Regions from separate parts of the Mus musculus genome. Here region 2 is linked to region 1. The links are chromatin contacts, called in public HiChIP or PLAC-seq maps. All regions are on one chromosome and are shown on one strand. Each heading gives the region's core, a stretch centred on a gene start, on an enhancer-like site or on the middle of the called end of the contact. The rest is flanking DNA. Distances are from core to core; before and after follow the strand shown.

Region 1 (4,577 bases), core at 977-3,476:
ATTTGTAGCCCTCTGCCTCAGCCTTTTAAGTAGTTACGATTACAGGCCTGTGCCTAGGACCCTGGATGTTGATGTTTAGCCTTTGAGACGGATGCTCTTGCTCTATAGTTCAGGTGGGCCTCTAGCTCGTGATTCCCCCACCCCAGGATCCTGAGTGTTGGGATTACTGGGGTACACCACATGCCTTGCCTAGTAAGGATGATAATTATCTAGTTACTCTTCTCTGAGTCAAACATGGTACTTTGGGACTTATAACAGGTTTCTTTATTCCTGTTTTAGTTAACAGAGTTAGTGCTGCGCTAGCTTTAGGAAGCAGAAATCAAGCAGAAGGCATTGTGACATGGTCAGGGGGGTTTGTTGCATTCCAGTTTGTAGGGCAGCTTTTCAGCTTGGGCTCACAGAAGCTAGGACTCAGGCCTGTCCCCTGGATTGCCATGAAGTCTCGTGATTAGCCCAGTAGGGCTGCTGTATGAGCTACTATGATTCTTCCTTTCTTCCTTTCTTTCTTTCTTTCTTTCTTTCTTTCTTTCTTTCTTTCTTTCTTATACATGAGCATGTTGCTGACACACCAGAAGAGGGCATCAGATCCCATTACAGATGGTTGTGAGCATCATGTGGTTGCTGGGAATTGAACTCATGACCTCTGGAAGAACAGCCAGTGCTCTTAACCACTGAACCATCTCTCTAGCCCTTGATCACTTTTTTGAGAATTATACTAAGAATGGTTTATTGAATTATGGAGGTGAGATTTGTGAAGGCCCAAAGCCAGGGACTGATGGACAGGGCTTTGAGGAGCTGTAGTCGGGGACTGGAGGACAGGGCTGTGAAGTCCTGATTTGCAGAGGATATGAATCAAAGGTACCCAAGGGATAAAGCTGTGAGATCCTGAGAAGTGGGGGTGTAAGGGTTCATGGGGGTCGAGGGAAAGGACTGGGGAGCAGAAGCTGTGGGGCCAACCTGTGGCCTGTGCTCAGAAGATGGAGTTCATATTTTTAACCTTCTCAGGCCTTGACTCTTCATGCCTCATTTGAAGTGCATCAGTAGGCCCTGGCACTACCTTAGACATAAATAGAGTAGGTATTTGAGCCTTTTATTGCTTAGCTGCCCATCTCTCATAGCAGCTTCTCAGGTCATATGGCATCTGCCCTGGTTACCCGCACCCAGGGTGGTATGTCACAAAGGAAGACAGGTGTCTCTGATCTGCCTAGAACGTGGACATTCATCTCACCCAGAACAGAAACTGCTGTCCTTGAAACAGCCCAAGGCCTCCAACAGCCCTCCAAAGGCCTCTGCCCTCTAACCCCCTCCTTATAGTCCTTCTAGCTCCCCACTGAGTCCCATACTCTTCAGACCCCCAGAGCACATGTCCAAGAGTGGCCCAGAGTCTGCCTCAGCCCACACAGGGGAAACACTATGTCCTTTTAGTCCTTGATGTCTCTGCAGTCCACATCCACTGTGCTCAGGGACCATTATTGGGGGAAATGGTAGAAAGGAAAGATTATAGGTTTGATTGTTTTTTAAAAAGATGTGTAAAACCGAAGGTAGAATTGGAGTTAAAAATAAGTTGCAGATTGCATTACATGTTTTAAATAGTCTGTTCAGTTCTACAAACCAGTAGGAAGGATGGCAGTCAGTAGGAAAACAACCCCCAAGGTGTGGACAGTAGCTCATGAACAGAAGTGCTCTCGTGCTTCTGGAAAGGCAGCCTTGATGGCAGTGAGGCCAGTGCAGAGATCAGTCCTGGGAATGTCCCCACCCGTCAGTGCAGTTCATTGTGGACCGGGCTGGACACATCAAACTCTAGGAATCCAGACACGTACTGTCCCACTGCCAGGAGATAAGAAACAGGAGTGACCTGTCCTTCCCGAGTCAAGATCATCTGGGAATCAGATCTAATGCCAGAGGTAGAGATGGGGTTTGGATCACTAGACGGGTTTTGAATGCAGCTGAGTGCATTGATACAGGATTCTTCAAGGGCAAAAGTTGAGGAAGACACTCTCCCCACAGAGGGTTTCAGGACAAGACAAGGCAGGCCACAGCAGCGAGGCACAGAGAGCAGACTTAGTGAAAGCCACCAGTACTGCCTAGATTTAACTGTCAACCCGACACAAGTACAGTCATCTGGGAAGGGAGTGAATTGAGAACTTGCTAGATCATACTGGCCTCTGGGCATGTCTGTGGGGATTCCTTGGTTGGCTGTTGATTGATGTAAGAGTTCATAGACCACTGTGAGCTCACCATTTCATGGGCTGGGCCCTAAAGCTAACTAAGACAAACTAAGTAAGCAGACGGCATGGGTATACTCATTTCTCTCAGTTTTTGACTGTGACTCACTGCTTAAAGCTCCTGCCTTGGTTGCCCTGCATTGAAGGACTGTGTCCTGGAATTTTAAGCCAAACAAACCCGTTCTCCCCAGAGTTGTATTTAACCAGGGCATTTGTCACATTAACAGAAATGAAACTAGGACACCACCCAGTGATGTCATGGTATTACTTGTATTGTTACCGACAGCTTGCTAAGGAGCCTCACAGTCCACTCCAGGAACACAGGGAAGCTTTTCTGGATCAAGCAAGTCTTCTTGTAAGAGAGTTGGGGAGAACTAGAGCTGAGTGCTGAGCATGTGCACAGGGCCCTGAGACTGGACCCTGCTTCAAAGTTACAGGCTGTGAGCAGTGAAAACACATGACACCCTTTATAGTGCCGGAGAAAATCAGGCTAGGGGATGGATCAACTGGTAAAGTGTCATATAAACATGACACTCTGAGTCCCATCCCCACTCCCCTGTAAAAGTCGGATGTGTAATTCCATTGCTGGAGGAGGTGGAGACAGGAGGGTTCCAGGGGCTTTCTGGCCAGCAAGTCTAGCTGAATGATCTCCAACTGAGAAACCCACTCCCAAAAATCAGGTGAAGAACTGGGCATGGTAGCACACACCCTTAGTGCCAGCACTTGGGAGGCAGAGGCAGGCAGATTTCTGTGAGTTCGAGGCCAGCCTAGTCTACAGAGTTAGTTCCAAGACAGCCAGAACTATGTAGAGAGATCCTGTCTCCAAGATAGATAGAGGAGAGAAAGGGGGGGGGGCAACTGAGGAAATACTTGATGCATATACCTGTGAATACACCTGTAAATACACACACTTGCAAATACACACAAAGTAAAAATGAAGTGTTTATAAACGGAATGCAAAAAGTTACTAACGTTGTAGTGTGTATACATATATGTGTGTGGCATGAAAGACACATATAATATAACGTACATTGCATGCAGAAGAAGCCAGACCAAACCCATACCACCCTCAGTGGTTGTCACTGGGCAGGATCAGATTGCCTGCTACTGTTCTCTACTTTCATCTGTGAATGTGTCTCATAAGCAGCATCAAAAATATGCAGAAAAGAACATCTTGATGTGCTGCATCAGAAACCAGGAAGGGGACACTACCCAGTGCAGTGTGCAGCTTCACTGTGGCCACCATCAGAAAGAATAGCCGGGGCTGATGTCCTCCAGAATCCTTGAGCAAGGCTGAGCAACCTGGCACAGTGTTCAGGGTGGCAGATGACCAGTTGGTAAACTCAGGCAATAGACCACTTTGAGCTTGTCTTCCTTGGGAGCAATTTACTCTAGTTTTATATTAGTGTTGCTTGTGACAATGCAGGATTAGGAATAAATGTAGATCAAACAACAGTGCCCTTTACACACAGGAACACAAATTCCCACAAAGTCCACAATGACCATTGTAATCCTGAGCGGATGAGCACTGCTGGAGGGTGTGGGCATCCACACCTGGTGTCAGCACACACTACAGGGCAGCAGCAGCAGCCCACACAGTGGATGTTGTCACACAGGAACCGAAGCACAAGTAGGAACCCAGAAGTCACATAGCTGCAACCAACTGACTGAACAAAAATACCAGTGTTGGTGCCAGAGAAACTAGGTGCTCACATATGAAAGAATGAAACCCGACCCTTCTCTCCATCATAAACAGTCAACTCCAGATGACCAAAGACCTGAATAAGAATAAAAAATACAAAACTAATAGAAAACGTAGGGCAGCACTGTAAGATGTTATAGATAACGATACTGTGGCTAGGAGCCCCAAACAAAGGCAAAAACAGACCTGTGCAATTTATCAAACTAAAAAACTTTTGAGAAAAATATGTAAGCTGTGTAGAATATAATATCCAATGTACAAGGAGCCACATAGAAGAAACCTAATTAATTTCTGCATCTTAGAACTTGGGAGGTGACGCAGGAAGATGAGAAGTGAGGTCATCTCCAGCTATGCAGGGAGTTTGAGACCAGCTTAGACTACATGAGGCTATCTAAAACAGATGTAGAGACAACGGAAGAACAGAGAGCAGGAGATTGAAATAGAGCTTGAAAGAAGCAATACAAATAGCCACAGATGCACTGGGCATGCGTTAGGCCTGTATGTAATTCTAGCACTTCACAAAGCTTAGGTAAGGGCATCGTGAGTTCAAGGCTAGTCTGGCCTATAAGGCAAGGCTCTGTCTCAAGCAACCAAAAAAACAAAAAAACCACAAAGCCTGGCAACAAAAATGACCAAAGTATTTAAAATGC
Region 2 (4,577 bases), core at 615-3,114, 110 kb before region 1:
GGGAAGTGACATCATGCGGTGTCCTCAGCCAGAGGGATGGGGGTAGGGGCTCTGCGGTTGTGTGTGCTTTGAATTAAGTCAGCGCTTGTGCATTCCAGTAGCCAGCATCTGGCAGCGAATCCATCAGCCAGTGTAGCACTTTCAATGGCAAACCCAGATGTTGGCTTAGCAGAAGGAAAAGAGGAGAAAGCAAATTTTGAGCTGCAGGGGGTGGGGGCACAAAGCACTTAAACACGAGCCTCATGCTGCTGTGTCCAGCTTCGTGGGTAGGTAGTGGGACAGGACTGGATATAGCTGGTCCCACTCTGGTGTCTGCCCCGAGCCTAGCCTGTAAATGTTCAGTCAACAGTCACCCATGCCTTGCTTCTAGTTCATTCCATATTCTCTGAGTCTCTGCACTTCCCTGGCCTTCAAATGGCCGGGGACTCAGGAAGGCTGCCCATCTGTGATGGGTTTCCCTTCTCTACAGCCCCAGAGGTCACAGTGATGACCACTGCTGTGTGTGTGGTTTAGGGGTTATTCCTATTCCTATTAGAGGATTCTCTATTTCCTCTCCTTTCCTGTCCATCTGTCTGCCCACTGCCTAGATCAGAGTGATCTAAGACCAGGGCGGTGAAGGCTTTTACTGGGACAATCTCCCCGGTCTCCTCCTCCATCCAGTGTTCTCACCAGATAAGAGCTAAGACCCATGTCTGCTGTACTCAACAGTGCCGGCCCTGTCTCGCAACAGGACCGTTAAGTGGGAGAGGAGTGTCCACCCAGGTTTAACCCAGACCTGTGGTTCCTGGCTACCTAGAAGCAGCCCAGTTGTCAATGGAGATTCTCCATGTCTGCCCCTCCCCACTCCCTACAAACACTCCAGAACTGTGTCCCCATTAATGTTCTAGCCTGAAAATCCTGTGTCTACCCCAGACTCTCAGCTCATCCGTCTCCTCTCATATGAGATTTTCAAAAAAGAAAGTAGATGGCCTTCATCCCTGAAGCAAAGTGAGCACACAGTCACATACTGTCCTGGCCCATCTGACTGTCACGGGACCAGGGCCAGCGTCCAGGTCTTTGTCTTATAGGAGCAGAGAAATTTGCCCTGTTTTCAATGTGTCCCTAGCACTGTATGCCCTGCCCAGGGCCTCACTAGCCCTCACCATCACAATATGACACAAGCTGGTGACATCTGTGTCACCTGCACCGTCAAATGGTCTCTGAGGATCACGACTGTCAGAGTTCATCTCTGCAGCAGCGCCTCTCACACAAATGCGCGCACCTGATTGTATCTCACTCAGTCTTTCGGCTTAGATCATGTCAGGGACTCAACGGCGGTGTGGGAAGTTGGGGACTTCCATGAGACAGCAGTATTGAATCCTAGGTTCTATGGGAGAGAAAGGAGAGCTTTTGGCTGTCTGGAAGTCATTGGGCTTATTTTCTGATTGCCAAGAGGGTGTTGCCTTTATTGAACATTTATTGTTTGTTTTGGGTTGAGACATGGTCTCAAATAGCCCAGGCCAGCCTCAGAACTCTATAGTTCAAGGGAATGCTAAGATTCTAAGAACATGCCATGTCCAGTTGTAGGTGGTGGGACTTGAGCTAAGGACTTTGTGGATGGCAACTTAAGCCCTCCACCGGCTAAGCTACAGCCCCAGCCCTTAGTGAACACATTGGAGGAGTAAGCATGGTGCAGTATAATGGGCCATTACTGAGAAACAAGGCTAGAAGTTCTCTAGACAGGCAGAAGGAGGTGAGTCACTCCTTTGAGACCCCTGTCCCGTCTTGTTTCCAAGCTGACAACAGTGCTATACAGAGAGCAAACACTGGGCAGTATTTACCAACATGCTCACACATTTGCATAAGCACAGTGATGGTTGTACAGATTACACAGTGGGGACCAAGGGCCAGCCATGCCCATGCTGCCATCCTGAGGCTGTCAGGGTCAGCCCAGCTCCATCTGGCAGATGTTCTCTGAGTCCCATCTGTTCCATAGCATGGCCTCTACCGGTTAGGACCTCTCAGCAGGCAGATGCACAGGCATTTACACCAGATAGTGTGGGAGAAGAGCAGCAGCCACTGCAGGGAGAAGCCAGGAAGGGCTGCTTCTCGAGGCTGAGTGCAAGTTCTCTGGGAAGGGAGCTAGAGGTGGCATTTTGGGTAGAAGAGCTTTTCTGTTCTGGGGGGGGGGGAGTAACATATCTGGGTATCCGAGCATGTGGGGGCCAGGGAGCAAAATGGATTAGGAAAGAGCAAGGGCCAAGTGATGTTGCAGAACGTATAGCTCTGGCTGTCCTGGAATTAGCTATATAAACCAGGCTAGGCTCAAATTCAGAGATCTGCTTGCCTCTGCCTCCCCAGTGCTGGGATTAAAAGTGTGCATCATCTGGCTCAAAAAGTTAAGGGAAGGTATTTTGCAGGAATGTTTATGGAGAAGGCGCAGAACCGAGAGAGGGCCTTTTGTTGTGGGGTGGCCTGCCAGGTGGCTTGCTTTAGGCTGGGAAACAGGACCTTGTGGCCAGGCCAGTGGTTACTCAGCTGCACAGAAGGACCAAAGCACCAAAGTTAATGGGCCTTGGAGCTGGGTGGGGCCCGGGCTGTGGTGTGAGACTCATGGGGAGGGATCCAGAGTGTGCTGGGGTCTGAAGAGCAGGTGGCACTCCCACGTGCCTGGACCTCCCTGCCTCTGTGGGAAACAGTCCTGGCCACAAGTTTCCAAGACTCAAACTGACCACTGGAGACTCTGAGCCGGCACTGCCTGCTCCTTGTCTCTGTTTATCTCATGTGCCCAGTGACAAAACACTTGCCCAGAGCGACCCTACACCACTGCCATTTGAAGGGCAAGCCTTTAGAAGCCATTAAATAGGCCCTGGCCCAGGTAATAAGCTCCAAGTGAAAGAGAGGGAGGCCTGCCTGTCACAGCGACTGCTGGTGTGCAGAGGGAGGTCTCCAGGGAGGGAGCAGGGGTTTGATTCCTGATAGAAGAGTCCTGTCGGGCATGATCAGGTTCCATACCACTCTGGAACTTTCTTGTTCTGTCTCTGTACATCACTTTTTAAGGCTGTTGTTGCCTGGGATACAGTTCCTACAGGACCTGCGCTGTTGTTGCCTGGGATACAGTTGCCTGGGATACAGTTCCTACAGGACCTGCTTCCTTACCATCGATGTCTAAAGTTTATGAGCCACACCAGTGTCACTAACTGTAACCTGACTAATATGCTTTCCCACCCCCATGTCCTGCTTCTCATAAAATACACGTTACAGAAGGCCACACGCGGTGGCAGGCACTTGTAATCCCAGTACTGGGAAGGAAAAGACAGGGTGGACCCAGGGGCTTGCTGGCCAGAGGCCTACTCACTGAGCTCCAGGCCAGTGAGAGACCCTGTCTCAAAACCCAAGGTGGGGAGCCAGTGAGGATTATACATAAACTCACATGGTAGAGAGAAAGAATTGAAGCTCACAAGTTGCCCTCTGACTTTGATATATTGGTTGCAGCGTGCAAACTTTGCCAGCCTCCAATAAATTAAAAAAAAAAAAAATCAGCTCCTCTCCTCCAAGCAACAAGGCGATTGGCATCTGAGAAATGAAAGTCTCCTCTGACCTTCACATACATGGCCCATAGGATGTTTTCCACGGAAACGTCTTCCTTTTGAGTTGCTAGGGTGGGAACTTAGGCCCTCTTGCATACTAGGCAGGTGGTCTGCCCTGAGCTGTACTCCAGTGCTCCCCAGTGGAGTCCCCAGATCTGAGTCAATCAGGCTTTGAGGTAGATGACCCCTCTGCTCTAGTCCTCAAAGCCTGTTTGAGGATGAGACGCTGGAGTGTCAAAGCCACTTCACCGGCTGTCCATCAACCCTACCTGCAGGAGCAGGATTGCACGCCAGGCCATTCGTTAACCGTTTCTCTAGCGACCGATAAGCAGGAAGAACCAGACCCACAGTGGCTGCAGCCTGCTGTTCGCAGCCACCCGGGCAGGGGCTCCCAGCTTCTTCTGCCTTCACCCTTGTCAGCAAAGGATTCATTTGGGGATTTGCTGGTTTGGGCTGGTTTGTTTTGTTTGAGACAGGGTCTCACTTTGTAGCCCTTGCTGACCTGGAACTCACTATGTAGACCAGGATGACCTTGAACTCACAGATATCTACTTGTCTCTGTCTCCTTACCCCCCACCCCAAGTGCTGGAGTCAAAGGCATATGTCACCATGTGTCACCACTCCCAGCTTTTGTTTTCATTAGCCCAGGCTGGCCTTGACATCCTGACCCTCCTGGCTCTGCCTCCCAAGGGCTGGTAAGGTGAGTGTCACTGTGCCCAGTCTTATTTGGTATTCTGTACTAGAGATTGAGCACAGGCCTTGGTGCAGGCTAGGAAGTACTCTACCGTCTGAGCCGTGTCCCAGCCACAGCGAAGAACTCTTGCTGACAACCATAGCATGACAAGCCACAGAACCTCCTCTCCTTGCTTATGACAAGACAGGAGTCTCCTCTGATCCCTCAGGTTACAGCAGGTGGGAAATAGGCTCACCTCCCCATAGGGAGCACATCTTACTCCCGTGGGCAGAGCCTGGATCCTGGTCATGGGGACTTTCCTTACATCCCTGTCT

Evidence for each region. HiChIP or PLAC-seq counts read pairs in DNA pulled down with a chosen protein or histone mark.
Region 2: a contact with region 1 is called in an HNF4G HiChIP or PLAC-seq map of pancreatic cancer cells. The contact joins two enhancer-like sites. A contact is called at or near these places in 1 of 15 datasets of contacts at CTCF or cohesin (CD8 T cells), 2 of 115 datasets of contacts at active chromatin or transcription factors (bone marrow-derived macrophages and pancreatic cancer cells) and 1 of 9 other capture datasets (adipose tissue).

The regions. Positions count from the first base shown.
Region 1 is chr11:118,213,885-118,218,461 of GRCm38.p6, reverse strand. All of the region lies in intron 1 of Cyth1 (cytohesin 1), which reads left to right. Among named protein-coding and RNA genes, the nearest start is that of Cyth1, 32 kb to the left of the region's middle. Within about 2 kb of position 2,226, at least 91 of the 459 cell types and tissues checked have an H3K27ac peak or open chromatin away from gene starts, as enhancers often do. A contact at or near this core is called in pancreatic cancer cells, where this site is marked.
Region 2 is chr11:118,320,223-118,324,799 of GRCm38.p6, reverse strand. All of the region lies in intron 1 of Timp2 (tissue inhibitor of metalloproteinase 2), which reads left to right. Among named protein-coding and RNA genes, the nearest start is that of Cep295nl, 20 kb to the left of the region's middle. Within about 2 kb of position 1,864, at least 33 of the 459 cell types and tissues checked have an H3K27ac peak or open chromatin away from gene starts, as enhancers often do. A contact at or near this core is called in pancreatic cancer cells, where this site is marked.